7 separate regions of the Mus musculus genome follow, and regions 1, 2, 3, 4, 5 and 6 are each linked to region 7. A link is a contact called in public HiChIP or PLAC-seq and promoter capture Hi-C data. All regions are on one chromosome and are shown on one strand. The core of a region is the stretch at or near the end of the contact, and the rest is flanking DNA. Distances in the headings are between cores, read along the strand shown. Region 1 overlaps Gm32611 (a long non-coding RNA gene). Region 2 overlaps Gm32611 (a long non-coding RNA gene). Region 3 overlaps Gm32611 (a long non-coding RNA gene). Region 4 overlaps Gm32611 (a long non-coding RNA gene). Region 5 holds the start of Meaf6 (MYST/Esa1-associated factor 6). Region 6 holds the start of Snip1 (Smad nuclear interacting protein 1). Region 7 holds the start of Mrps15 (mitochondrial ribosomal protein S15).

What was found. HiChIP or PLAC-seq counts read pairs in DNA pulled down with a chosen protein or histone mark. Capture Hi-C pulls out chosen DNA fragments and counts their contacts.
Region 1: a contact with region 7 is called in an H3K27ac HiChIP or PLAC-seq map of embryonic stem cells, with 6 times the contacts expected there. The contact joins the enhancer-like site here to the promoter of Mrps15 in region 7. A contact is called at or near these places in 19 of 39 promoter capture datasets (the 3T3-L1 cell line, 3T3-L1-derived adipocytes, the HPC-7 cell line and 9 more), 1 of 15 datasets of contacts at CTCF or cohesin (embryonic stem cells), 1 of 484 Hi-C or Micro-C datasets (cortical neurons), 10 of 115 datasets of contacts at active chromatin or transcription factors (embryonic basal ganglia, embryonic forebrain, embryonic hindbrain and 5 more) and 1 of 9 other capture datasets (pancreatic islet).
Region 2: an H3K27ac HiChIP or PLAC-seq map of embryonic stem cells shows a contact between it and region 7, with 5 times the contacts expected there. The contact joins the enhancer-like site here to the promoter of Mrps15 in region 7. A contact is called at or near these places in 6 of 39 promoter capture datasets (cranial neural crest, embryonic stem cells, liver and 1 more), 8 of 115 datasets of contacts at active chromatin or transcription factors (astrocytes, embryonic stem cells, forebrain and 3 more) and 2 of 9 other capture datasets (embryonic stem cells and pancreatic islet).
Region 3: an H3K4me3 HiChIP or PLAC-seq map of embryonic forebrain shows a contact between it and region 7, with 4 times the contacts expected there. The contact joins the enhancer-like site here to the promoter of Mrps15 in region 7. A contact is called at or near these places in 3 of 39 promoter capture datasets (the 3T3-L1 cell line, cranial neural crest and embryonic stem cells) and 9 of 115 datasets of contacts at active chromatin or transcription factors (astrocytes, embryonic forebrain, embryonic stem cells and 4 more).
Region 4: an H3K4me3 HiChIP or PLAC-seq map of forebrain shows a contact between it and region 7, with 4 times the contacts expected there. The contact joins the enhancer-like site here to the promoter of Mrps15 in region 7. A contact is called at or near these places in 3 of 39 promoter capture datasets (embryonic stem cells and hippocampal neurons) and 7 of 115 datasets of contacts at active chromatin or transcription factors (astrocytes, bone marrow-derived macrophages, forebrain and 4 more).
Region 5: a promoter capture Hi-C map of pancreatic islet shows a contact between it and region 7. The contact joins the promoter of Meaf6 here to the promoter of Mrps15 in region 7. A contact is called at or near these places in 14 of 39 promoter capture datasets (the 3T3-L1 cell line, the C10 cell line, the HPC-7 cell line and 9 more), 1 of 15 datasets of contacts at CTCF or cohesin (the NIH/3T3 cell line), 2 of 484 Hi-C or Micro-C datasets (B cells and cortical neurons), 13 of 115 datasets of contacts at active chromatin or transcription factors (the SCID.adh cell line, SST interneurons, astrocytes and 10 more) and 1 of 9 other capture datasets (pancreatic islet).
Region 6: an H3K4me3 HiChIP or PLAC-seq map of embryonic stem cells shows a contact between it and region 7, with 9 read pairs. The contact joins the promoter of Snip1 here to the promoter of Mrps15 in region 7. A contact is called at or near these places in 6 of 39 promoter capture datasets (the 3T3-L1 cell line, embryonic stem cells, neural stem cells and 1 more), 1 of 15 datasets of contacts at CTCF or cohesin (the NIH/3T3 cell line), 1 of 484 Hi-C or Micro-C datasets (LSK cells) and 10 of 115 datasets of contacts at active chromatin or transcription factors (bone marrow-derived macrophages, embryonic basal ganglia, embryonic forebrain and 7 more).

The regions. Positions count from the first base shown.
Region 1 is chr4:125,161,603-125,164,302 of GRCm38.p6, forward strand. The region is part of intron 2 of Gm32611 (a long non-coding RNA gene); the gene reads left to right. The region is part of intron 2 of Gm40245 (a long non-coding RNA gene); the gene reads left to right. Among named protein-coding and RNA genes, the nearest start is that of Gm40245, 13 kb to the left of the region's middle. Within about 2 kb of position 1,354, at least 7 of the 459 cell types and tissues checked have an H3K27ac peak or open chromatin away from gene starts, as enhancers often do. A contact at or near this core is called in embryonic stem cells, where this site is marked.
Region 2 is chr4:125,210,956-125,213,655 of GRCm38.p6, forward strand. All of the region lies in intron 4 of Gm32611 (a long non-coding RNA gene), which reads left to right. Among named protein-coding and RNA genes, the nearest start is that of Gm40244, 6.1 kb to the right of the region's middle. Within about 2 kb of position 1,401, at least 17 of the 459 cell types and tissues checked have an H3K27ac peak or open chromatin away from gene starts, as enhancers often do.
Region 3 is chr4:125,193,116-125,195,815 of GRCm38.p6, forward strand. The region is part of intron 2 of Gm32611 (a long non-coding RNA gene); the gene reads left to right. Among named protein-coding and RNA genes, the nearest start is that of Gm40244, 24 kb to the right of the region's middle. Within about 2 kb of position 1,381, at least 21 of the 459 cell types and tissues checked have an H3K27ac peak or open chromatin away from gene starts, as enhancers often do. A contact at or near this core is called in embryonic forebrain and forebrain, where this site is marked.
Region 4 is chr4:125,274,216-125,276,915 of GRCm38.p6, forward strand. The region is part of intron 4 of Gm32611 (a long non-coding RNA gene); the gene reads left to right. Among named protein-coding and RNA genes, the nearest start is that of Gm46869, 15 kb to the right of the region's middle. Within about 2 kb of position 1,291, at least 20 of the 459 cell types and tissues checked have an H3K27ac peak or open chromatin away from gene starts, as enhancers often do. A contact at or near this core is called in forebrain, where this site is marked.
Region 5 is chr4:125,083,897-125,086,596 of GRCm38.p6, forward strand. Meaf6 (MYST/Esa1-associated factor 6) reads left to right here and starts at 1,265. Exons shown (of 8, transcript NM_001374123.1): 1 at 1,265-1,370; 2 at 2,249-2,364. The coding sequence starts at 1,281.
Region 6 is chr4:125,065,410-125,068,109 of GRCm38.p6, forward strand. Snip1 (Smad nuclear interacting protein 1) reads left to right here and starts at 1,263. Exons shown (of 4, transcript NM_175246.5): 1 at 1,263-1,543; 2 at 2,681-2,700. The coding sequence starts at 1,344. It overlaps Dnali1 (dynein, axonemal, light intermediate polypeptide 1), which reads right to left and starts at 248. Exons shown (of 6, transcript NM_175223.4): 1 at 109-248. The coding sequence starts at 189.
Region 7 is chr4:126,045,666-126,048,365 of GRCm38.p6, forward strand. It overlaps Mrps15 (mitochondrial ribosomal protein S15), which reads left to right and starts at 1,263. Exons shown (of 8, transcript NM_025544.2): 1 at 1,263-1,534; 2 at 1,769-1,813. The coding sequence starts at 1,405.

The sequences.
Region 1 (2,700 bases), core at 104-2,603, 880 kb before region 7:
CTCCTCATAGCGGATGCAGCTGGCACTGGGCACTGGATACCCACCCAGCAGGTCAGGCCCACCATGTTGAAAAGGATATGGGAGGTCCTAACGCTGGATGGGGACAGAGAACTCCTGGACAGACCAGTTCTGTTGGTGAAAATGGTGTGTGTGCTTACTGGTTGGTTGTTTTATTTGATTCTCTTTGAGACGAGAGTTCAGACCCGATGAAGAGTGAGCCATCTTTATTGTCACCGTGGTGGGAAGTGGAATCACATAGGAGACACACTTTTGGGTGTGTCTGGAAGGGTGTTCACTGAGCAGGGAAGGTCCTCCCTGAATGTGTGTGTGTGTGTGTGTAGTTGGGCTGGAGACATGGCCCATTGGTTAAGAAAGCACACTGTTCTTGTAGACAACCTGGGTTTCTTTTCTAGCACCCACACGGAACAGCCCATAACAGCCTGTACTCCTAGCTTCGGGGAGCCCACTACCATTTTTTTTTTTTTCTGGCCCATGAGACCATATGCACATGGTCCAGCCATCACACGGTCACATAGTTACAGAGAAGGCAATCTGGGCCGCACAAATCTCTTTGCATCATGATTTTGAATATCATGTGACCAGCCACTTCATGGCCTAGCCACCATAATGGGACATGACCCCTTACAGTATGCAAGGATAACCCCTGCGTCCTGTAAGTTGCTGCTGGTGAGGTGTGTTAGTCTAGCAAGGAGAAACATAACTAACACAGCTTTGACCTTCATTTAGAATGGAGGTAGCTTACACAGCCATGTCCACAGACAGCATGTCCACAGACAGCATGTCCACAGACAGGACCCTGTTGGGCATGGTCTGGGTTGAGGATGTTGGTTCTTTCTGTGAGAGAAGCCAATGTGCCTTTCTGTGAGGCACGTGCAGACCCCACACCCTGGACATGTGGCTTGGGATGGGACCTCAGCACCAGGCCACATGGGGGAGGGTCTGAGCTCACCTGTCCATAAGCTTTGAGGCAGGCCGCTTTATAGGGGTGAGGGTGAGGGTGCACTGAGTCTGTGTAACGCATTATCTGATGTTTGTTGTGTTGTATGGTGGTGCAGGAAATGTGGCTTGGCGTGGGGGCATGTGCTGGACTGAACATGTGGCACCTGGGTGTTGGGTGGTTTTAGATGAATTTGGGTGAGAAACGCTTCTTTTGGAGGGGGGGAGGTGCATTCATGTGTGTGCTGGGCTAATGGGAATGTCAGTGTAGGTGAGTCAGGTGCTCCATTGTTTTCTGTCACGTGGTGAATCAGGTACATCCCACTGTGCGCATGCGGGCAGCCTGCTGGGTAGGGCACTCCTAAGGCTGGCTCAAGGCTTCAGCATTACAATCAAGTTTTTGCATTCAAGGGTAGCCCTCTCCAAGGCTCCAGCCAGTCTCAGGCTGCGTGGATGGGGTGAGCTGGGCTCGGTCCTGATGCTGTTTTAACTATACTGTCCCCGGGGGATGAGAGGAGAGGCTAGCAGGGCTCTGCCTGTGAGCTTGTCCTGGAAGTAAGAAGGAAGGTTGGTTGGTGGCTCCTAAGAGAGCTTCATCGGGAGTCTCCTGGCCTGTGACAGGCCTGTCTTGTGATCTCTGTCCAGGTGTACTGCGAAGATCAGCTCAGCACTTGAGGCCAACTGCCTTCCATGTCAAGGGACATCGCTTCTTTTGACCCCAAGGCTAGGCTGCCTCTTTCCTGTGCCTCTGGCTGTTGGCCCTTGTCATCTAGCCGGGCCAGCCTTCTACTTACTTCCAGCCTCCTCTGAGGCAATGACTAGCTAGTGCATGTGTACCCACCACACTGTAGTTCCTTCAGGTGTCACAGGGGAGCTCCCGGGAGCGCTTGACTCAACTGCTTTATGACCTACCTGGGTAGATTCTCAGGGCTCACTCACACTGATGAAGGTCAACAGTGGGGGAGGGGAACATGTTCTCTGTGTGATGCTGAGGCTGCTGGCCGGAGTCTCTCTTGACAGACAGGAAAGGGTGCCTGCAAGCGACGCAGCTTTGAGGTTCACCCTTGACATTAGGTTGGGTGTCATGGCAGGAGGAATAACATTGCAAGAAAAGAGATGAGTTCTCTTTTTAAAAAAAGCTTTCCTGTCCCCAGGGTTTCACTCTGTCACTCAGGCTGGCCTTGGGGTTGTCTTTACTTAGGGGTAACAGGCATGTACCCATATGTCCAGTTTAAGGAGGATCTTTATGGTCTCCAGGTCCTAGGAGAGATGGAAACCCCATGCAGAGGGCACTGCTACTTTGCCCTCTGACAGGGCCTGTGTGGTTCCCAACCTTGCTTAGTATGCTGATAAGGGATCTTTGGGACTTAGAATGCAGGTGTCCTGTAGTGTGCATGTTGAACTGTGGGCATATGAGCACAGCTTCTTACATGTTTGGTGTGTGTGTGTGTGGTATGTGTGTGCACACACACGCACATGTGCCCATGTGTGATACTGGGATGGACTGCAGGGCCTCACACACAGGTTGCTTTGTCAGCTCTCTGAACCCCGGCACAGTGGGTGTGTGTGTAGTGGGAAGAAGTCAGTCAGTAAAGCCATAGTTGAGGTCGGAATCTGACCATCACCCTCTTGATGCCTCTGGATCCTAGCGGCCAGGCTCTACAGGTTCCACCTGTTCCATTGTGGAACTGTGGTCCCCATACATCCTGGGAGCAGGCGTCCCTTGGCATCTGTCTTAGGGAG
Region 2 (2,700 bases), core at 151-2,650, 830 kb before region 7:
TGAGCCTCCCTGGCATTGAACCTATAAGGGGTGGGGCCCGAGGGAAGCAGTCGATAGGCTTAACTGGTGTTATTGTTATTGATGAAGGTGGAAGTGCAGCTTCTAAAAGCTGGGAGGGCTGAGGAATACTCGGGGTGACAGAATTCAATAAGCTTTGAATAATTCAATGCGATTCAATTAAATGAATGTCTATGGATTTCATTTGTGGGCCGGGTCTTGTCCTGGGACCTGGAGAGAGAAATCAGGACTCCCATGTTTGTCTGGGAGCCAGAAAGTGCAGATGGTGGGGACGCAGAGTTGGTTAAAGGCATGGTCAGGTAGCTGTGAAGTCACAGTTAGGGCTCAGCTGAGTCTGAGGTTGCATGGGGAATCCAAGAAGGAGATGGGATGTGGAAGGCCTTAGGCTTCTTCTTTTAGATTGGGATTTGACATTTGTATGTTGTGGCTCTCCAGGCATGGGTCAGGAATCCTGTAACCAGCATTCCCGGCATCTGTGCTTGGTGCTTGAGTGACCACACATCCTCTGTACAGCTCTGCACAGGGCTGGGGGAGGCTTTATCCATGGATTATGGCCAGCTGCCATGGGACTGTCTTCAAGGAGGGATATGGCCATCTTGAAATCAGGATGTCTGGGATTTTTGGAGCTCACAAGGTCCTGATAGGATGAGTCCCTCCAGCCTTCTGCAGGGACAGTCACCTGGTCTTATTGGAGAGACTCCAGCCACTCACAACTTCCCGAAGCTTACTCCCAGTTGTTTGCAACTCTGTAACAGCTGCATGGGGCCTCAGGAAGTGCTAACAGGCGTGGCCAAACTTTTGACTTTGTAACTTGATCTACCAAGTTCATACTTAAAAACTGTGTAATAGAAATTTTTTTTGAAATGCCATTAAAATTGTTTTAAGTAAGCTTAGGGTTTTGTATTGGGCTGTTTTCATAATTACCCTGGGTGTGGCTCTCAGCCTCTGTATTTGACACAGCCATCAGAGCGCACAGAGTGTGAAAGGCGAACTGAAGCAGTGACTCTCAATGCAGCCTTCTGGTCCACACTGATGCTGAGTTACTGATGCAGCTGTTCTGTGGTTGCCCACACTCCTGTAAGTAACTCCAGTAAACAAGCACTAAGTGACTCACTGCTCCTCTCTGCTAGACTCAGGAGGATTCAGATCTTTAGTCTCTAATTGTTATCCCATCTGGGGTGAAAAGCTAGCTTTTCATCTCCCTAGGGAGTCACACAACAGCAGAGTTTCACAGGGGCACGGGCTCCCCGAATCGCAGGTTGACAGAATGTAGGTCCCAGCTCAGGCTGATGACTCGGTTCTCATCATGGTCCAGGAATAAGGCACTGCGGGCTGAAGGTCCATGTACCACAGCATGCTGTATTGAGGTGTCCACATCCTGTGGTGTGACCTAATGCCATTTGTAGTGGGAGGGGAGGGACGGCTGAGGAAGACAAGTGGGGTGAGGAATGTAGGACTCTGCTGTTAGTCCCAGCAGGCATTCGGGTGACATAGTGGCCCTGCATGTTTGGAGATGGAAGCTTTGGTCCCTAGCTGAAGGCTGCACTGTGCTCTGGAGTAGGGTATGACTGAGTTCCCCATGCCCATGCCGCAGCATAAAAGGGACATAGAAAGCCAATACTGCTGGGCCAGGATGGAAACACCTCTGAACAAGATAGAGATGATTCAAGGAACCATAGGGGACCATGAAAAGGCTGGGCTCCCATCTCTCCTGTTGGCTTTGGTTCTTTCTGCTGCCTGCTTTTTTCTCAGAGCCAGGATTCTTTTGTGGTAGCCAATCCCATCCTCCCTCCCTCGTTCCCTCTCTCCTTCCCTCCCTCTCTGTCTTTCTGTCTTTGTCTTCTTCTCTCCATGTCTTTCTGTCATCTCTCCCCCCCCCCCCTGGCCTGTGTGTGTGTGTGTGTGTGTGTGTGTGTGTGTGAACCCAGGGCCTCATATATGCTAGGTGAGCCCTCTACCACTGAGCTGCATCCCCAGCCCCTTTAACCTTTAAATTCAGAAGCAGGGGTCCATTGAGGTGGGCCCTGAGTATCACTCCTCAAGTCTCAGACTCCCAAGCAGCTGACGTCACAGGTGTGCATCTGCCAGTACGCTTAAACCTCTATCTGGTCTCTGTCTAAATCTTCAGAGGCTCCTTCTCCTGCCTGAGGAGACCCTAGAGTTGAGGCTCAGAAGCAGAGGCCATGTCCACTCCTCAGGGATTTGTCTTGCACCTGAACCATGGGGCTGATGCCCTTGCAGATCAATAGGAGACCTGTCTTCTAACTGCTTACCCGCTTCCCCGGACCCATGTCTACTGTGGGAGCATGGGAGCACCGTGTCCTCGGATGGGGCTTATCCTGAACAGGGCTTCTGTGGATGGATGCTGGAGTCTTCAGGTGGGGGTGATGATGCTAACTGACTCTAAGGAATGCTTCAATTTGGGATCTGCTGGGCTCCAAGTCCTTGACTGTAACATCTGATGCTCATTACAACATAGGCAGCTGGCTTTGCTCTGAGGATGCTGACCAGGTAGCCTGGGGAGGTGGCAGCTGATGCCAATGGAGGACACATGTTGGAAGTACAGGGCATTGCCACCAGCCCACCCCTACCCAGTGAGACCTGGTCCTGTTCTCAGTCCTGGTCTCTGCTTCTTTCTGGAGCGTGTGCAGATCCTGGGCACTGGTGGGAGGGACTCTGCTC
Region 3 (2,700 bases), core at 131-2,630, 850 kb before region 7:
AAAAACCCTCAAACCACCACCACCAACAACAAAAAACCCCAAACCAACCACCACCACCAAAACCCACAACAGCATCAACTAAGAGTTATTTAAAGATTTATTTGTGTGTGTGTGTGTGTGTGTGTGTGTGTGTGTGTGTGTGTTTACCTATAGAGGCCAGAAGCAATGTATCCCCTAGAGCTGGAGTTGCAGGTAGCTGTGAACTACCTGACATGGTGCTGGGAACTGAACCTGGGTCCTCCGCCAGAGTAACACACTCTTAACTGAGCCACACTGAGCCACCTCTCCAGTCCCTGAAGAATTAATTCTAACAACAAGTTTTAAGGTGGGTACTATTCTACTTCTTATTTTATAGGTGTCCAAAAAGAATGAGACACAAAGAGACTGAGTGGTTTGCACAAGGTCAAACAGTTGGTGGACACCCACTTCTGGACCTGCTCGCCTAAGTGGAGCTCTGGAGTTTATATTCTTAAACCTCACGTGCTGCACACATGAATGAACCTGACCTGAGAGCCTTACTAGCTACGTGGAGGGAGACTGTGTATCCACTACAGGGCAGGGGATGTAGCTCAACTTGCAGAGTGCCTGCCTAGCATGCACAAAGCCCGACGTGACATCTTCAGCATGGAGCAGACTGGATGGGGCGCATGTCTGTAATCCCAGCACTTGGGAGGTGGAGGTGATTGGGTCAGGAGTTCAAGGTTGTCCTACAGTTTTAAGACCAGCCTGGGAGCGAGACCTTGTCTCGAAAACCAAAACCAAAACCAAAACCCAAACCAACTTGATTACATATATACATAAATATATACATATATACATACTGCTTGCAAATATATACATCCCTGAATATGTATGTGTATAAAATGTGTCTTAGTTTGCTGTAAGGGTTGTCTCGGTAATACACAAATACCCTGGAACGGAGATTAACTAGAAGAGAGAACACTCAGACCACAAAGTTATAGTAGTCAGTTCTTATGGGGGTAGCCCATTTTCCAGGTGAATATAGTGAGGCTTTGAGAGGTTAAACAGGGAGCCGGAAAGGACTGGACAAGCTACTTGGATTCAGAGGAATGACGTTGGTTAGCTGTCACCTTGATCCTTGCTCTGAGCCTCACTGTGCTGACTTTGTTCGGGAAATATTCTTCCTGTCTCTCACAGGGCTGAGGGTGTGGTGAAGCAGCTCTTCATGGGCCTGACCTGGCTCTTTGTGCGGAAGCACTGAGAGGAAACTGCCTTTGTCTATGACTCTCTTCTTGCCAGCCTTTGGAGTCTGGTGTGTGCACAGGTGTAGCATAGGCACCCATGTGTGTGTGCCCGTGCGTGTGTGCCTGTGCATGTGTGTGTGTGTGTGTGCGCGCGCGCACGTGGGTGTGCTTGTGTGTGTGGTGTGCGCATGCTCATTCTCCTGCTCACTCATGTGTGATGGTGCGTCTGCCTCCTTCTCCTCCCTCAGTCTCCTGCTCACACAGATCAACTTGACCTTTCATTAGGTCACTTCATAATTGATGGAAATGTCCCAGGCACCTTCTCTTAACGCCAGGGCGATTATGACAATTATGATGATTATCAAGGAGAGAGAGAGAGAGAGAGAGAGAGAGAGAGAGAGAGAGAAGAGAGAAGAGAGAAGAGGGGAAGGGGCTGGGGACTGGGGGGTGGTGTTGTTCGGGAATTGCAGGAGAGCCAGGCAGTGCCGTCATTAAGAGACATTGTGTAAGATTGTTCCCCCTTCAAAAGGCAGCTGTGAAAGGAGAGAGTGTCTTTTTTTTCTTTTTTTTTTAAAAGGCCCATTATGCAGGCAGCACGGGGTGTATAGTGCTGGCGGGAGGACCGTGGGGTGTAATTAGGGCAGTGACAGCTAGAATTACCCAGTTGTCTCCACTACGGTGCCACCTCTCTTGGGTAGGAGTCGGAGTCGGAGCAGGAACAGGTAATGGCTAGGAAGCCCTGGACCCTTGCCAGGAAGGCAGGGCCCTTTGGTGAGCCAGGGTGACCTAGGATTGAGCAGAAGGGACAGGGGAGCGGTGGGGTACCACAGCTATTCATCTCCAGACCAGGGAGGTGGCCTCTGATTTTTAGAAATCTTTTATGACGGCTCACCGCCCCTTCCAGGCTTTTCCAGCATTCTCACCCCAACAGGGAGCTGGCAAAGGAAAGCCAATTGTGTGGAAAGAGGAGGCGGATAAATCATTTCCCAGCCTCCCAGCTCAGGGGCCCTGGCTCATCAGCAGGAGGGACAGCCTCAGCTTCTTGCTGGTCTGTCCTGTCCCTGTCCCTGTCCCTGCCCTGGTCTCTGCCCCTGGCGGGCCAGGCTGTGGCTTATCCACAGTGCCAGCTTCTGCCTCTCTGGTCCACTCAACACTGCAGAATGTTGGACAGGCAGATAGAAATGATTGCTACTCCAGTCCTTTCTAGTCTATGATAGAATGACTAGTGACTCAGTTTCCCCTGTTTGCTTCTGACTCAGAGCTTCCCTCTGGACCAACCTCAGCCTCTCCTTGAATGCCCTCCCCTTCTCCCAAGTTGTCTGGGATAAAACCCCGCCATTTAGTGTCAGTTTGAACTTGGAGCCGACGTCTTTGTCCCTCGGTTGGGTTTTTCCCACCTGGAGCGAGAGGATCCTAACTGTCCTAGTGCAAACAGACTGCTCTGAGAATTACACAGGACACTGCACACATGTCTTTTTTCCTTCACTTTTGAAGA
Region 4 (2,700 bases), core at 41-2,540, 770 kb before region 7:
ATCTGACAACAGCTGCCCAAAGCTGACTACTCTGGGACATCATCTGGGTATCAATGATAAATGCCCACTGGCAAAGAAGTCAGCCCAAGGCCATTTATATATACACACATACATATATATATATATATATACACACACATACACACATATATCTCATATGCATATATGTGCATATGAATGGTGGGGGCATGGGTGTGACACAGCACATATGTGAAGGTGGATTTACTTCTTCCTCCATGCGGGACATGGGGATTGAACTCAGGTTGTCCCCTTGGCAGCAAACACTGGCTTTATATGCCGAGCCATCACACCAATTCAAATTATTTCTAATTTTATTTATTTATTTTGGTTTTTTGAGACAGGGTTTCTTTGTATAGCCTTAGCTGTCCTGGAACTCACTTTGTAGACCAGGCTGGCTTCGAACTCGGAAATCCACCTGCCTCTGCCTCCCGAGTGCTGGGATTAAAGACGTGCGCCACCACGCCCGGCTTATTTCTAATTTTAAATATCAGCCTATGGAGCAGTGGGTTTCATTACAGTATTTCCACAAATGTTATACTCTTACATCCTTTTCTCATATTCAGCCCCATCCCCCCTCTGGCTCCCCTTCCCCCTCCTGCTGCCTCTTTACTCTTCCTGCATCGCCCCTCCCCCGGTCTAGATTCCACTTATTAGAGGGATCATGTCTTTCTAAATCTGGCTTGTCTCACTTAACACGATCTCTAGTTCCATCTATTTTCCTACAGAAGGTGATTTCTTCTTTCTGGATGAATAGGACTTCATTGTGAATAGGTGGCATATTTCCTCCGTCCATTCATTCATAGATGGGCGTCTGGGGTAGCTTTTATGATTCAGCAACTGGGGTAGTGTAGCAATAAACAGGGATGTGCGGGGCATCCCTGTGAGCACGCATTTTCCAGCCTTGTTCATCAACACAGCCTGCAGTTGTTGAGCCTGGCATTTCTTTGACTACAGGCGAGGTAGAGCCTTCCTGTCTCCATTTACTGCCCATTTCTGCCTTCATTACTTAAAGCTCTCTCCTAGGGTTCTGTTTGGTTCCTTTGGCTTCTCTGGAGGAGGGACTGGTCCCTTGAGAACAAGAGCTGCCTGTTGCTAGGTGGAGCTGAGGTCGCTGTTGCCGCGCAGGTCCTGAGCCATCAGAGTGCAGTGCTCACGGGAGTGTTTGGTTGTTGATGTAGCACTTGGCATTTCTTGTCTCCAGGAGCTTTCCCTGGAAGCTGTGTCAGCCGGCAATTAGCTCCCTCAATCAGGAAAGCAGCTCGCGTGAGCAGAGGCGCATCTTGGGGCTGATTGCTGCGAGCTGCGGCTGCGAGCAACTCTGCTCAGGCTCTTTCTGGGTCTCTTCTCCTTTTTCCATTTTAAATAACTGCTTGATTGTAAAGAGGGATGATTCACGACTCGAGCTGCCTTCAGTAACTTTGTGGGGAGGCTAAGAGCGAAGACCCAGCTCCCCTCCTCTCTCTCCTGTCACAGAGACCAGACTCCCACCTGGGCCGCTTGCTCCCCGCAGAAGGGGAAAGGGAAGAACACAGACCAGGCGGGGTGGGGGAGGGGGAGGCTCTTCATTGCTAACAAATGCAGGTGGCCTTCTCTTCTTTATTGGACCCCCCCTTGACCCTGTCCTTCAACCTGAGTACCCACTTCTTAGCTGTAAACCACCCTTAGCCCCATCTGGCTCCTGTTGTTTACCCCCTGGTGAGAAAGTGCTTCCTTCTGTCTCACTGAGAGCTCTCACTAAATTTTATTTTAATTCAAACCAGTTTCCCAGAAGCTCCCATCACCAGGATCTTACTGGACTTCCCTCCATCCCCACTTCTTTTCCTCCCTCCTCCCTTCTCTTCTTTTCTTTCTTCTTCCTCCTTCTCTTTTCCCAGCAAATACTTACAGACAAATACTGTGGACCGAAGGCTTTGTGAACAAACGTCAAATAAACTAGATCTTGCCCCTGGCTGCTGAGGTTCAGAGCAGCAAAAACATACAGATCTATGTCTGAGGCGGAGACCAGTAGTACTTCATTCAAGAGCCAGGTGCAAGCTGTCGTGCTAGCCTAGAGGCTGAGGCAGGAGGATGAGCCCATGAAAGCTGCCTGGATCATCTCAAGATGTCCTAGAATGGAAAGGAAAGGAACACTGCTTACAAGCGCCCGGGGATGTAGCTCAGGGATAGAGGGCTCATCCAGCAGGTCCAACTTCAAACCAAGAGGCAGGGTAGGAACAGCCACTGTTTGGTGGTTGGTACCTGGGGGCCAGGGGGAGCACTGCAGAGCTGCCAGGAGGCAGCGGATGCAAAGGCATAGTAGAGTTGGTGGTCAGAGTGGGTCACCCAGGTCGGCAGAGCCGTGTGGAACACTTCGGTTTCCTTCTGAAAACAATAGGAAAGCACTTGACCATTTCTGAGTGTGGGAACCATTTGAGCAATTACCATTTTGAGTGATCTGACTTGGAATTTCGAAGTTTCCTTTGGCTGCTCCTCTGATTAGAGGACGGGGAGGGACGGAGTGGAAGGAAGAAAATTACCCAAATAGGCCTCTCTGTTTAGGGGCCAACCCTCCCTGCCAGCTGTCATCAGGGAGGGAACTGGGCTGGCACTCCGAGCTTCATGGCTATGCAGCAAGGTAACATTCTTCTCGTCCACAGATCACACACTGTAACGCTCAGCCCAGAAAGTCACTCTTTATAT
Region 5 (2,700 bases), core at 15-2,514, 960 kb before region 7:
AAAAGAAAATTTCCAAGGTCTGATTGTTATTTTTTTGAGCCTAGGCTAGCCTCAAATTCTCTGTGTAGTTGAGGCTCATCTTGATTTTTTCCCCCTCAAAACAGCTGTCCTGTCTGTCTTCGAGTCCCCTGAGTGCTGGGAATAAAGACATGTGCCACCATGCCTGGCCCTGGGAGGTTCTTCTGTGGGCCAGGCTGGCAGGAAAGGAAGAGATGCTAGACTCAAATTCAGGGATTTGTGCAAGCTTGGGCTTAGGCAGATATTTTACCAACTGAGTTTCATCTACAGCCTTGACTTTCTTTTTTGGGGGGTGGTGGTGAAACTGTCTTATATAGTCTTACTGGCCCAAATACTATGTAGTACCTTGACCTTCCTGCTTCTTTTACCGCGGCCTCTTGGGTGCTAGAATTATAGGCATGTACTACTGGAGAGGAACAAGAGATTAGTGAAGAGGTTTGTGAGAGAGAAAATTAGGCAAGAGGAGTTTTAGAAAATTGAGAATTTCTCATACCTGTTGAACAATATACATCTAGGGCATAGAAACCCAAGGACATCCACCCATGGGGGCAAAGAACGCCACCTAAACTACGAGTGACGTTGCTGAGCACTGAGAATGCAGAGGTGGGCTCAGGGTGTACCTGTAGAGTGCTTGCTTCGTCTGTCCTGAGATCCATCCCCAGCACCTATTAACAGCGGGCATGCTCAACACATGGAATCCCAGCAGTGGGAAGGCAGAGGCAGGACGATAAACTCACGGTCTGTTTCTGTTCAATACCAGCCTGGATACAGTTCTGGATCTGAAGATAGAAGCTAATTCTTTCATAATCCTTCCCCTCCGGCAAACCACGTACAACAGGAGATCTGCTTGCCTGTGCTAAACCCAGCAAGATGTTGGTTTGGGGATCTTCTCTGCAACCCGGTTGGTGGGCGGAACCTTGCTCAGGTTTTCCACCTGCAGTTGGGTGGTGTTGCAAGGACCTCGTCTGCCGGGAGACATATGGAATACTCAACAGGCCTATGCTGCAGCTGGGTTCTCGATGTAGTGAATGTCTGTGGGTGTCTGTTAAGCTCAGAGGCCCACAGTGGAGCAGCAAGGAAGGTCCCACACGTACAAGCGCCTCTCCGCGCCGGCTTTCGCGCGCTGAGCCGGCCAGCTTCCCCGGAAGCCGCGCGCGCAGGCGCGGTGTGGGGGGTCGCGCCCCCTGGCGGCCAGCGGCGACAGTGCGCAGGGTCCGCCTACTGGTCGCGCGCCGCCGCCTCCGCCGCCGCTTGAGCCCAACATGGCGATGCACAACAAGACGGCGCCGCCGCAGATCCCAGACACCCGGCGGGAGCTGGCCGAGCTGGTTAAGCGGAAGCAGGAGCTGGCGGTGAGTGGCCGAGGCCTGGACGCCGTCCCCACTTGGCCTCGCAGGCAGCTCCGGAGGCGAGGACGGCGGGCAGCCAGGGTCTGGGCGCTCTGGGCGGCCGGGCGCGGCGCGGTTCCCTGCGGCGGCGCGGTTCCCGGCCTGCGCTCAGTGGGGCGGGGCGGGGCGGTGAGGGCGCGGGAAGGGCGAGAGGCAGGAGGCGGGGACGACGCTCAGGTCGGGTTAGCGGTTGGAAAGGAGGCGGCTAGACCCCGGCCTGGAGAAGATGCACGATGGATTCCATGGGCGGCGCGTTTCAATGGCCGGGGAATGTGGTGTATTTGAGGATGCCAAGGAACGGGGCTGGCGGGAGACCCAAGACGCAGCCTAGGGAATTTGGATTGGTGACGCGCACCAGGAGCCGCCGGCACCCTGCTGACTGCCCTGTAGGCTCCCGCCTTTTACGGCGAGCATCCGGGAGGCAAAGCTCACCTGAAGCTGCCCTTCCAGGTTTCCATAGCAACCGGCATCCACTGCGGGCGGCCCTTCCAGAGCTAGCAGGGAGGAAGCAGTTGATGTAGAAGAGATGCTTTTGAAAAGCTGTTCACCCTTCTCGCTGCTGGTAGCAACACATTTAGTGAGTGAGAATGGAGACAGCTCACGGTCTGTCTCATCCCTGCTCGTGACAGCTAGGTTTTGCCTCTGAAGTAGATGCAAAATCTTGCATGTGTGTGCATTTTCTGAGGATAGACTATACATTTCATTCTATTTATAAAGGGGTCCATCACCCCTACACTTCCACAGAAATGGTTCATTGTGGGTAAGCTTGACTTTACAAGTCTGTGACGGAATTTCAGTTTGCTTAATGCTTGTTTTTCCCTGTCCCTGTTTTCATCACCTAGGAAACACTTGCAAACTTGGAGAGACAGATATATGCTTTTGAAGGAAGCTACCTGGAAGACACTCAGATGTATGGCAATATTATCCGTGGCTGGGATCGGTATTTGACCAATCAAAAGTGAGTGTCAAAATCTAGTAGTATTAGCTGAGCACTGGTGGTGCACGCCTTTAATCCCAGCACTTGGGAAGCAGAGGCAGGTAGATTTCTGAGTTCGAGGCCAGCCTGGTCAACAGAGTAAGTTCCAGGACAGCCAGGGCTATACAGAGAAACCCTGTCTGGAAGAAAAAAAAATCTAATAGTATCTCTCCATTTTATCCTCTACTAATATTTGGCTGCAGGATTTTTGTTTTGATTTAAAACATGGTCTTACTATGTAGCCCTGGTTAGCCTGGAACTCACTAAGTAAAGCAGGCTGGCCTCGGATTCACAGATCACATAGCTCTTTCTCCCTCT
Region 6 (2,700 bases), core at 13-2,512, 980 kb before region 7:
CAGCCCCAGCAATCTGTCCCCTGAAATTCCAGAGATCCTCAAAGCTGGGATGTCTTTTCCCCATGGGAGTTTGTAGGATCTCGCGTCCCCTGAGACGCCTGTTCATACCGTGGGGCTCCGTTTCTCTGTATTCCGGCTCACCAACACCGGGGTGTCATATTTGAGCAGAGAGTCTGCTGGGGGTATCATGGTGGCAGTAGGGGTAACAACTCCGTAGCGGCCCCTGTGGAGTCTTGTTTGCGATCACCATGGAAACCCCTCCTCTCCTTGCCCCATGGATGGGGCGGGGCCTCTGAGGAAGGCGGTGCCGGCCGCGTGCAAGTTTTGTTCTACTGTGCTTTCTCCGCAAGCACTAAGTTTCTTAGTAAAGAAGACTGGACCCCTAGCGTTAGGTCTGTTTCGGTTTATGATGAAATGGACAGACCACCTTTGATTAAAACGGAAGTCATCTAGTGACTCTATAGAGTATTTGGCGACGATTGGCATTTGGAAGCCAGAGGCTGGCAGATCTTTGTGGATTCCAGGACAGCCAAGGCTATATAGAGACACTATTTCAAGAAACAAAAAAGAGTTTCACATTGTTGAGTGTCTGTGTTTCGTAACTACTAATAACGCGCAAGGAACAGAGCTGGGTTAGCTTTCCCACAGGTTTTTTTCTTTTTTCAAAAAAAAAAAAAAAAAAAAAAAAAAAAAGCTGGGCGATGGTACCACACACCTTAATGACAGCATTTGGGAGTCAGAGGGAGGCAGAGTTCAAGGTCAGCCTGGTTATAGAGTGACTTCTAGAACAGCCAGGGTACACTGAAAACCTGACTATGACGGGGGGGGGGGGAGATTGTCATATATATTTTTTTGAGGTTCTGGGGACTAATCCAGGGCTTCGTACTCGCGAGGCAAACGCTCGCTCGGTAACTAAGCTACAATCTCAGCCTTCCCTCCCCTTTTAACTCTTGATTTCTATTTGGCGGTGCTGAGGATGAATTCAGAGCTTTGCGATCTATCCGAGCTACAACTTTTTCAGATTTTGAGACAGTTTCACTAAATTGCCCAGGTTGGCCTCGAAATTACTGCGATCCTCCTGCTTCAGCCTCCCGGGGGGTTGGCCCTGCCTTTTCAGTACTCCAGCCACACCTCCCAGCAGCGGGGACCCCGTGGCCACTCGCGCCGGCGTCCCCAGCGTCTGAGACTCAAACACCTGGGGCCCCGCCCATCAGGGGGGCCGACACCGTGAAGGCTTCTGGGATAGCGCGCTGCCCGGAAGCGGAAGTGCAAAGCTGTCCGTCACTTCCTACGGCTCAAGTGGCTCAACGGACCGTGCAAGTGACTCTCGGTCGGGCCGCAGGATGAAGGCGGGGAAAAGCGAGCGGGAGCGGAGCGGCCGGCGGCGACACCGGTCAGGCGACGCTCTGACGACCGTGGTGGTGAAACAGGAGCGTCTGAGCCCCGAACCCGTCGCGCACCGCCGGCCCGACGCTCCAGCCGCTAGCCTGTCCCCGCCCGCCGCCGAGCCTGGCCACTCGGGTCACCGCGGGAGCCGAGCCCGGTAAGCGAGCCGGTGATTGGGCGGAGGACGGGATGGCGCGGGGGCCGGTGGTGCGAGCGGCTCTGGAGTGCAGAGCACCTGTTGAGTTGAAATGAGATTTCCCCCGCCTGCCCGCGAGTGGATGGTGCGAGTGGCTTCTCCCCTCGTCTGCCTACAAAGACACGTTGGGTCTTGGCGACTTCTTCGCAGCACTCATTCGCCAATGCCTCCATGTGGCATCGATTTATTGAGTGCGTAGTGTGGGTTAAAGATCAATTGGAGGTACTGGGTCACAAGGCAAAGAAGAGAGATGCTTTTTCCTTGGCGAAGTTGGGCAGGCTCTAACTCGAAGAAGGAAAACAACAAATAGATAATTTCAGTCAGTATTAAAGACAGATCAAAACGGCAGTGTGGTAGCGAGAGGCTGGGTAGAAAAAAGAGAGGGCTTGTACAGAGGTGCTCCTTAACGGAGACCTGGCTGGTAGGATTGATCCATTCTCTTGAGTCAAGAGTCTTTTAGCAAAGACTCCAGGAAGGACCAACCCACTGTGGTCGGGCATGCTTGTAACCCAGCAGAGGGGATGCTGAGACAGGAGGTTTCTGAGTGTATACACACAAACACGGCGCGTGCACGATTATGACAGAAAAATATATACATAGAACCTGAGCTGGAATTCTGTTTGTTTTAGAAGTTGAACAACAGCAGCAACAAAAACAAAAACAAAACAGCCAGCATATCTGGAATTGAGAGATGGAGCAGCATTGTAGGCTGGTAGGAAGGATGTGGGATGGAGGACAGGGCAGGGCCCTGAGACCTGCCAAGGGATTGGTTTTGGTTGTTGGAGAAGGGAGTTGTGTTAGGGAAAAAACCAGGCTAGATTGGCTTCCTGGATAGTAGTGCCAGATAGTAGGATGGCGCATCCGGAGAAGAAAGGTTTCTGAGGCGTTGGGGTTGGAGAATAAGGTTGTCTAGGTGAGAAGGCTTAGCAGGCCATTGTGTATGTGGTTGGGAGAAGTGTTTATGGGAAGTGAAGGCCTGCTGTGGCTACTGATCTCACAGATGTGTTGTGTTTAGTAGGTGAGCCTGATCCTGGAAGCTAACTTACTTTCGGGAAGGAACTTTGAGGTAAAAAATCCTGTGTACCATTCTCTGTAAAGGTCCCCAGCCAAGAAGAAAA
Region 7 (2,700 bases), core at 13-2,512:
AACCAAACCACATCTTCAGTTGCCTAATGTCATTTGAGTTTCATGTAACCACATTTGTCAGGATTATTCCCTGTGCTAATGGAGACCTTTCCACAAAAGCCTTGCCTGTCTTGGGTCTACTTTCCCCGGCCCTGATCTCAGGCTTGGGATGGTGTGTTCTTTCCTTGCCCCTCTCTTTACCCTCCCCACTACTTTTCCTTTATATTTGCCCTTGCATCCCTCATTTCAGTTTTACCACAGCTGAGTACCGAATACTGACTATTTAAACATGTGTTTTGTATACAGCTGCTTCGGTCTATAGGCTGAACAATGTAAAAGACATTGCTACCAATCTCATTTGATGTTTTGAGAACACTGCAGCCCATAAAGGTAGACTTTGCCCACAGGGTCTCATAGTAATGGCTCAGTACCCTACCAAAAACTCTATCCTTAGTCACTGAGATACAAGCCAACGAAAGAAGGCTAGAACCTGAGGGTTCTTACAGGGCCCCGGTGTCTGGAGGAGGGCCAAGAAAGAATATTAGCCTCTGGAGAAGGTAAGGAGAGTCCCACAGAAGCCCTAAAATAACTAGGACCTAAGACAATGGTTCTCTTTTTTTTTTTTAATTAAAGATTTATTTTATTTTATGTATATGAGTACACTGTAGCTGAACAGATGGTTGTGAGTCTTTTTTTTTTTTTAGATTTATTTATTGTTATATGTAAGTACACTGTAGCTGTCTTCAGACACTCCAGAACAGGGCATCAGATCCCATTACAGGTGGTTATGAGCCACCATGTGGTTGCTGGGATTTGAACTCAGGACCTTAGGAAGAGCAGTCAGTGCTCTTAACCGCTGAGCCATTTCTCCAGCCCCAGGCAATGGTTCTCAACCTTCCTAATGCAGAGATACTTTAATACAGTTCTTCATGTTGTGAAGACCTCTAATAAAATTATTTCCGTTGCTAGTTCATAACTGCAATTTTGCTACTATTATGAATTGTGATATAAATATCTGATATGCAAGATATCTGATGTGTGACCCCTATGAATAGGTCGCTCAACAACCTTCACCCCCCATGTGTCTTGACCAACAGGTTGAGAACTGAGGACCAGGTCAGGAACATAAGGAATTTAGAAAGTGATTAGGCCGGATGCAAGGTCAATAGGTGACATTATAGCGTTCACACAGTGCTCCGGGCCTGTAAGCGTAGAAACAGGCCCGCCCACCAGGCCAAATTCCTGGGCTCCGCCCCAGCTCCCTGACAATCCGGAACCGATCCATTCGCTCAGCCCTCGGCAGCTCTTGTCGCGCTCTCACCTCGATTGGTCGAGCCCGAACCGTCATGGCTGCGCCCATGTAACCTGGATCCACCGCGGAGCGGGCAGTGGCGGTGCGGGCCCCCCGTCGAGTCGGGAGTCAACATGCTGCGGGCCGCGTGGCGTGCGCTGAGCTCTGTTCGTGCCCAGGCGGTGACACGGGCCCCAGTCCCTGCGCTGAGGGGCGGAAGTAGCGCCAGTCTGCTCTCTGCGCGCTGTGGCCTGCAGCCTCCGAGTGAGCCGCCGAGCTGGGTCCCAAGGGACTGGGCGAAGATGGAGGAGACCAGGCACCCGGAGACCCGAGAAAGGCAGTGACAGGATGAGAAAGAGGGTGATGGCTAGGGAAGGGGTGATGAGGAGGGAGATAGGGAAGTGAGGCGGTAGTTAGGTGCAGGTGCCTACAGTTCGTGGGAGAAGGGACATGAGGGGCTGTGTATGGCAGAGTCTCAGCCCTTTCTATTCTGCGTAGGTCTACTGCGCGCCGCGCGAGCATACGCCGCCGTCCAGAAACCAGGTACGAGGACTTGGGTTGTTGAGACTTGAGGCCGCCTGGAAGGCTTGGGGTGGACAAGGGAACAGAGGTGGCGCGCAAAGGGACAGGCCAAGACCCCCCCACATTCATTGTTTAGGGGTGCACGAGAAGGTAGAAGTAAGAGCTTTCGCGTGAAAGCACTCACTCATTTGACAATACAGATCACCAAAAGCTCCGCCTCGTTGTGTGCATCCCTACTGTGTCAGATGAGAGTGAGGTCGAAGCCCGAGGTCCAACCCAGTCCAGCTTGGCTGGACCCAATGAGTGTGTGGCTGGCAACACTAGCAAGAGTTACAATTCTAGGAATGTAACACTTTTTATCTGCTATTCTGAGAGGAAGGATGAAGTTTCCCATCCTAAGTTAGCATGCCTTAGGGCCCTCTAACAAACACATACTATTTGAGGCAAGTTTGCTTTTTTTGTGAACCAGCGCTGAAATGAGTGTCAAAGGATCCATTGGAACACAGTTAATAGGATTCAATCATGGCAGCGGTATGAAAAGCACCCTTAACCCCGTGCACAATAAACTGTGATATCATAGTCTTTATTGCTTCTAGTGTCCTTTGCATAGTGGCAGGACAGAGTCTGGCTTGAGAGGATAGATTATCTTGGTTGCGCTGGACTGGGTTGGACTACAGGCTTCAACCTCACTTCCAGTGACATAGTAGGAATGCACACACAGAAGCCGAGCTTTTAGTGATGCGAACTGGCTATTGACATTCCCTTAAAGCTAGCAGCACTTCCTCTCACCCTGTACTTCATTCATGTGGTCAACCAGCAAGCTTTGTTAAAGTGCTACTTCTAGACTAGACTATGGACTAGGCTGGGGAATCGAGGAGTTAAAGAGAAGCCAAACTCACTCCTGTCCA